Linked DNA regions of Mus musculus: region 1 is linked to region 2. A link is a contact called in public promoter capture Hi-C data. All regions are on one chromosome and are shown on one strand. The core of a region is the stretch at or near the end of the contact, and the rest is flanking DNA. Distances in the headings are between cores, read along the strand shown.

Evidence for each region. Capture Hi-C pulls out chosen DNA fragments and counts their contacts.
Region 1: a contact with region 2 is called in a promoter capture Hi-C map of adipose tissue. The contact joins the promoter of Zfx here to the promoter of Pola1 in region 2. A contact is called at or near these places in 1 of 39 promoter capture datasets (pre-B cells) and 1 of 9 other capture datasets (adipose tissue).

Annotation. Positions count from the first base shown.
Region 1 is chrX:94,121,955-94,125,890 of GRCm38.p6, forward strand. It overlaps Zfx (zinc finger protein X-linked), which reads right to left and starts at 1,453. Exons shown (of 9, transcript NM_001044386.1): 1 at 1,114-1,453. It overlaps Gm46691 (a long non-coding RNA gene), which reads right to left. Exons shown (of 2, transcript XR_001782847.1): 2 at 3,295-3,598.
Region 2 is chrX:93,630,033-93,633,799 of GRCm38.p6, forward strand. Pola1 (polymerase (DNA directed), alpha 1) reads right to left here and starts at 2,123. Exons shown (of 37, transcript NM_008892.2): 1 at 2,037-2,123. The coding sequence starts at 2,079.

The sequences.
Region 1 (3,936 bases), core at 203-2,702, 490 kb after region 2:
TTCCACAGAAAGGAACACAAAAACTTCCCTCCGATATGCTAGTCTTCCGCTTTCGTAGGATGCCTTTTTCCCCCTATTGGTCAAAAGAGTGGTGAGAACTTTCCCATCACTTTTCTTTCTTTATTCACAGAGTCGTGAAAGCAACGATTGGCGGAGAAGCACCGCACCAGGGTCACCCTAACGGCCACGTCTATCTACCTCTGAGAAAATAAAGTCCTAAGAAAATGTCTCCGGCTCCACTACTGCCACCGCGGCAGATCACCCTGAAGCGGCAGCAAAGCGCCGGGAAAAGGCTCGGAGCCCCGGGGCCATACAGATGAGGTGGCTCCAGCGCCAAGACGGCCGCGATGGCCGCCTGCGGCAGCTCAACTGAAACACAGCGGAAACAGCAGCCAGTCACGGGGCTGTGGGAGGCTGGGCAGGAAGGTGGCGCTGCCGCCAAGCGCCTGGGATCCAAGTGCTCATCATGGCGACGAGGGCAATGGCCGCCATGGGGAGCGAACACGCCCCTGCGCGCACACTCGACGCCGCGCCCGGGCTCCGGTCCCCGTAGCTAGCGCCGCCGCGGCCCGCTCTCACACCCCCCCTCACGGGCTGTAGCGGAATTTTCTCCTCAGACGCCGCCTTCAAAATGGCGGCTCCCCCTCCCGGCAACCCCCTCCGTCGTAGCCTGCAGCAGGCGCCGGCCGGCCGCCATCTTGTCCCCCGTCCCTCTTCCCCCCCCCCTCGCCGATATTTACATAGCGAAAATCGGCCGGGCCGGCCTGCGGCCTTCACCTCATGCCTGCAGCCTTAGCCTCCTCGCCAGGCCTCGCCCCCGCACGGTGCCCCGGGTCGGCCACGTCGCCCACCCGGGACCCCTCAGCCGCCTCCCCAACCGCCGGGCGGCACTGCCCCGGTCCCCGCCCGTTTCCAGAACGCGCCTCGACCGCCGTTCTGAGCGCCCGGGCGCCACCCCGGGCCTAACTGCGGCCTCCTCGGGGCCTGCTCGGCGTCGCGCGCCACGCCGCCCGGCCTAGCGCGGGAGGGCGCCTTGCGGGCCGCCGAGCAGGCCGAGAGCAGGCCGCCGCGCGCGCACCAGGCCCTACGGCCGCAGTGGCGCCCCGGACTCACCGGACGGTCGTGCGGCGGTCGGCGACGGTGGCGGGTGCTGCAGGCCGGCCTTTCTCTGGAGCACTGGGCCGGGCTCCGGCTGGTGGGGCGGGCGGAGGGAGGGAGGAGGGGCCGAGCTCGGAGCTGACAAAAAGCGGCCCAGCTCCCCGGCACGGGCCCGCCGTCAGCACGTCACGTCACCGCCGGGGAGAGAGACCCAGGAAAATGCGGAAGGGTAGCTGGGCCCCCTCCTCCGCCCGGTGGGTCCCGCTGACGCCCCGGGTTGGCGCCCTTCACGCCCCGCAACCGGGGAGCCCAGTGGCCTCGCTGCGGCGGGGTCTCCGGCGGCCCGAGTTTCCGTGACAGCGCCCCCCTTCTTTCCACCTCCGCGCTCCCGCCCGCCACCGCCGCCACACACGCGCCGCCGCCGCCGCCTCGGCTGTAAAATCCGCACGAGGCCGTGGCCCACCGACACCGTCGAGAGGCGGGAGGCCCGGGCCACCCCCCACCATGTTTGTGGGCCGCGGCCACCCCCCGGGGGCCTTCGGGGACACCTACCGCCTCTCCGCGAGGGTCCCGGCCTGAGGCGGTGGCTCGAGTTGTTTGCAGGCCCGCAGACCCCCCTCCCGCCGTAAATGTGTGTGTGTGCGGTGTGTGTGTGTTTTCATCCCCGGTGCCTGGGGATGAAGATAAATTTAGCAACCCTCGCCGTCCCCTGCCTTCCCTTTAAAAAAAAAAAAAAAAAAAAAAACAACTTTGAAACAAAATGAAAATGGCCTTGCCAATTTGAATGGTGCAGGCAGAGTGTTGGGGGGGTACCTAGAATAACAACCAAACCCGGTAATTTTTTTTTTAATAAATAAGCTTTCTGTCGGGAAGCCAAATTGGTCTCTTTTTATGGGGGGGGGGGTTAGGTACATTTTGAAGCCTTTAGCACACTGCAGAGAATAGAGATTTTTAGTGCTATAGAAACTACACGTGTGTTACACTGGAAGTCTATGGATCATAACTTTTATGTATGTAATAATGCTATAACACTCTACAATTATCGAGATTTTTTTAAATAAAATTCTTAAGTCTCTTAAACTTTAAGAAGATAAAGAAGTGAAAGTATCTGATTCAACAAAATATTTATAAACTTAAAAATAGGAGTTTTGTGTTTTTCTCAATCCAGATCACTATGTGGCATTTTTTTTTTGCCAGACAGGGTTTCTCTGAGTAGTCCTAGCTGTCCTGAAACTTAACTTTGTAGACAAGGCTGAACTCAAGAGATCTACCCGCCTCTGCCTCCCAAGCGCTAAGATTAAAGGCATGGGCCACTACCACCGAAAAACATTAAACTATATAGTTTGTACATTACTGTAGACTCTAACATGATAGAACTTTTTGTGGTGTACTGGGGGACATAAGACAGTGGATATTTCGGGATATAGCCAATTTCTTGCCTCGGCCTCCCAAGTGCTGGGATCACAGACGTGTGCTCAGACACCCAGCTTGACATATTGGTAGACAGTGTTGATAGCTGTTTTCCCATAGTTAAGACATCTTTAAAGAACAAAAAGGATAAAGCAAATTGCAAACTGGGGTGAGGTGTCTTTAAACATATTCTAAGAATGTAAATTGTTTCATCAGCTTACAATCATAAAATTGTTTTTAAAAGGGAGACAGGCATGATAACTCAAACCTGTAATGTCCACAATCCAAAAAGGATTTTGGCAAGTTTCAGGCCAGACTGTGGTATATTCAGTGAGATTCTGTCACACACACACACACACCTAAGGGCCTCTACTTAATGTGAGCGCGCGTGCGTGTGTGGTGTGGTGTGGTGTGTATGTGTGTGTGTGTGCTCTCTTAGGTAGAACCTATACTAAGAACAGAAATTAGCATGGACAATGGGAGAAGATGGCATAAATCTGTAAAGTGTTCCTTCATTTTCCGCTCAGATCTACTAGAAATCTAGTAGATCTAGCTAGTAATCAGTCATTTTCTTATGGGGTTTTAGCTTCCTGCCATCAAAAAAAAAAAGTCGCTGGGCAATGGTGGCGCATGCCTTTAATCCCAGCACTTGGGAGGCAGAGGCAGGTCGATTTCTGAGTTTGAGACCAGCCTGGTCTACAAAGGGAGTTCCAGGACAGCCAGGGCTACACAGAGAAACCCTGGCTGGAAAAACAAACAAACAAACAAACAAATGTCTTTCAAATATAAATGACATCTTCATCATTTATAGGAAATTCGGGCTATGATACAGGCTGTATCGACATAAAATAAAATTAAGCAAGAGTACTTTAAGTTGGGAAATGAGAAAAGATCAGGGGTGGCACATGCCTTTAATCTCAGCAGCCAGGAGTCTGAAGCACGGAAATGAAGATGGCAGGCCAGCCTGAACTGCACAGGAAGGCCATCTCAAAACACTGGGGAAACTTGGCACACAGGCACTGCATGTCTAGATGCTCTGGAAACTGAAAGGAAGGGCTTCTTTTCACTCTGTCTTGAAGACCAGCCTCACCTCAAAAAAGTATGGGGAGGGAACGGTTAGAGAGTCATATTAATACAGGTTTTTTAATGATAACCCATGTTAAAGTACTTTCTAAGGGCCTCTACTTAATGGTAGGTTTGCCCAGAGGAAATCTGCATCAGCCACACAACCATAAACAGCAGGTTCCAAACAGAAAGGCCAATGTCAGCACTCTTGTCAGGTTTTCCCTCGTTAACCACCAACTACTCTAGCAGTTGCAAAGCACTTAAGAAAAGAGCATTCAGGAGAATAAAGAAAAAAAAAGATGCTGCCTCAATTTACAAGATCACACAAGTTATTGGGTATTGAGTGTCAAAGAGCCCTATGTG
Region 2 (3,767 bases), core at 873-3,372:
ACTTGTAAGAGCTACTTATAGACCTTTTAAGACCCTTTTACACTCATGAAAAGGAGAAAATACATCTTCCCCATTAAGAATTAAATAAGAATGGCTATCTTATTATGTACTTAGCAATACAAGAGAAATTGGGTGTGCATGTGTGACTACAACTGTATGGGAAATGCATGTGCATGCATGTGCACGTGTGTGTGCACACACATGTGTGAGTTGTGTAAGGTTGTAGGATAATCAAACATATGCACATGCATACATTCCACACATGGCACCTAGTCAACACTTTGGTCTAGCTTCAGAAAGCAAAACTAAAGCAATTTCCTCAGGGAAGATTCCATGTGGTACTATATATGACTGTTTACTTTCTCCACTCATGAAGACAGAAGCCACACCATTCTACCCAGCATGCTAATGCCAGAGCCTGGCAGAATGCCTATGCCTTGTACTTGCATAATAAATGTTTGCTGAACAAACCAATATACCAGATTTTTTTATCATTAAAGCCTCCAATGACTTTCTATACACAATGGCAGCTAATTACACGCCTTGCTACATTTTGCTGACACTGTCCAGGTGTCCCACCTTCCAACATAAAAAGCCTGGAATTTTTTTTTAAAGCAATGTCTTTAACGCTGTGTGAATTAGCAAAAAAAAAAAAAAAAAAACAAAACAAAACAAAAAAAACAAACAAAAACAAACAACAACAAAAAAAAAAACACCACACACACACAGACACAAGACAATGGGGGAAAACACAAAGATTGAAATAATGTTTTCAAATCACCACTTGGGAGTACTTCTACCCTCCCCCAAAGCAGGCAGGGACAGTAACCTGAAGCGGTCTTCCACATAACAATCTTTTGGCATGCTTTAAAGAAAAATTCCAGTCACAAGTCCCCAGAAAATACTTAATCAACACTGTGACTTAAGAGGGGTCTCAAGATTGCACAGTATCCTCCAAAGAGTGATTTCTTGATGTGCACAGATGGCGTACAGTTTTTTAGGGTGAAAAAAGGACTTAGAAGCAAATGACTGATAGAGGCTGCAGACTGTTCATGTACTTACATCCCACAGCCCATTTGTAATCCAAGCTAGTCAACTCTCCAAAATAATTTGTCTGAGAGAGGAGAGAGAGAGAGAGAGAGAGAGAGAGAGAGAGAAACCTGTGATTTTAAAACTAGCTGAATGCAAAAGAAACTGATTACGAAGCAAGATCTCATTAATGGCAATGCACAGTGAATGGCAGGACATGTGACACTTGGTTAAGAAAGTATCTGATTTTAAGTTAGAACTGAAGTTAAGTCATACTTTAGCTGAACACCGTTTAAAATCAGAATCAGACAAGGCCATCTGCATTTTTGAACTCTACTTCTGGAAATAAAAAATTACTACTCACAAAATGCCTGATATATAGGGCATCCGAAATGCTACTCAACTGATACTTTTTTTCAAACCTCACCCAAAATGACTAGACCTGAACAGTATTTCTATGTAGCACTTGAAGAACTTCCCGTAGAACCTAAAAAAATCTTAACGAAATGCATCTATATCTGGTGACAGCACTTCCATCTCTCACTTCAATGACAATGCTAACAATTTTCCTGGGACTTCCTAGAAACGGAGGCACAGGCATGCTCCAAACCCTCAAACCGAGACCTGCCAAGGGAGCATAGAAACAGTTTCAGGCAGGAGAGAGCAATCCCTGCCGAGGCAGGTTGCCATGGAAGTTGTAACCCACACGTGCTTGCGACTCATCAAAGAAAATGAAAAGAGCCAACGACTGTGAAGCCTGTCATAAGAGAAAGAAACCGCTCAAGCCAAAATACCTTCAGCAAGTGACCCCATCAGGAAGCCCCGTCCCACACCCCTAGGGTCTCCGCCCAGAATGATTAAGGTTGGCGGTCAAACAGACCTAAGGGGCGGTCTAGGAGCGCGCCACCTTCTTAAGGATAAAAAGCAGAGACCTTCCGCTCCCCCTCGATCATACCGCGACCCCCACATTCCCAACCACGTGCCCTAAGCATGGGATCCTCCCTCACCGCTTGCCTCCAGTTTACAGTCCTCTTCGTGCATGGGCGCCATGGTCCGATAGTCTCTCTATTCCGCGCCAACCAGCCTGAAACTGGCGCGGAGGCCAAGATAGGCGCCAGTACGAAAGCCAATCAGCGGCCTGGAAGACTGCGGACTTCCGCCCGGAAGGCCACTGACGTGCGGCGCTGAGCCGCGCCCCGCCCCCGGCCTTCCCGCGGGAGTGCATTTGGCGCCCTGTGATGACCCCTGAGCGAAAAGCGGGAACCTCGGCGAGGACCGGGGAGACCTGGAGAAGGAGGCGGTCGGGAGCTGAAAAGAAACCTCCTAAAGGCACTGCGCAAGCGCATGCACGCTATTTTAACAATCCGTAGGACGCATGGGAAAAGGGGTTCTCTGGTCACGAGAGATATTTTCTGGGAAAAGAAGTGCGGGCGGGTATAAATTGTCTCTCAATTGCTGCCCTCCATCTCTGCCCCCGGCCCCAAAAGAGTGACTTCTTCGACAAATACAATCTGATTCTTGCCCTGTACCTTGTCTCTCTGAGTGTTATCCACCAAAACGTATTTCCCTCAAGCACATAGCTGAAGTGACAGCCTCCAAATGTAACAATCTTACTTCATGACTCACTCCTGATGTGATACAATTGAAAAAGTAACAAAATAACTTGTGTGTTTTGGATTTGTTTTATTTGCTTAGTTCTTTTAAGACAGTTGTTGACAAAAAATAACACTCACCTCAAAGCGGGTGAGGGAGGTTAATCAGTAAACTTTACTCTTGGGAGGCTGAGACAAGAGGGTGGTAACTTTGAGCCCAAAATGAACTTCTAAGTTTGAAGCCAAAGAAGTTCATGCCTCAAAAAGAATGAGAGTTGGATAGACAGAAAGAGAAGCAAAGAAAAAAAAAAGAGGGAAAGTTTAATGAACAAACATCAAAAGGAAATGGTAAATGAATGTTGTCTTAGGCTTTTACTGCTGTGAACAGACACCATGACCAAGGCAAGTCTTACAAAGGACAATATTTAATTGGGGCTGCCTTGCAGGTTCAGAGGTTCAGTCCATTATCATCAAGACAGGAGCATGGCAGCATACAGGCAGGCACAGTACAAGAGGAGCTAAGAGTTCTACATCTTCATCTGAATGTTGTTAACAGAATACTAAGTTCCAAACAGCTAGGAGTAGGGTCTTAAAGCCTCACAGTGACACACCTACTCCAACAAGGCCACACCTCCCTAGGCTAAGCAGATACAAACCGTCACACATGTGTACATACCTAATTGCAAAAAATATATCAAATATTTAGGCCTATAAAACCCATTCCCAAAATGTGTCTTTTGCAAAGATGATTGACTTATAAATGTTTTCTGTTTATAATGCTCTTTTTAATATTGGGAGGATTTAAAGTTCAGGTGGAGTCAGGCTTGGGATTTGAATTATATAACTTTTATATAACTTTGGACTACTTTCAGAGACCTGAGTTTCTTCTTTTATAAGTTGCTTCTACTTATCTAAGGAATTATTGTGAAATTTAGTTGAAATAATATCTGTACAATTCCATTAAGATATCATCATTTGGAGGCAGGCAGATTTCTGAGTTCGAGGCCAGCCTGGTCTATAGAGTGAGTTTCAGGACAGCCAGGACACAGGACACAGAGAAACCCTGTCTTGGAAAAAAAAAAAAAAAGATAACGTCATTTGGACCAGTGAGATGGCTCCAGGGCTATACAGAGAAACCCTGTCTCG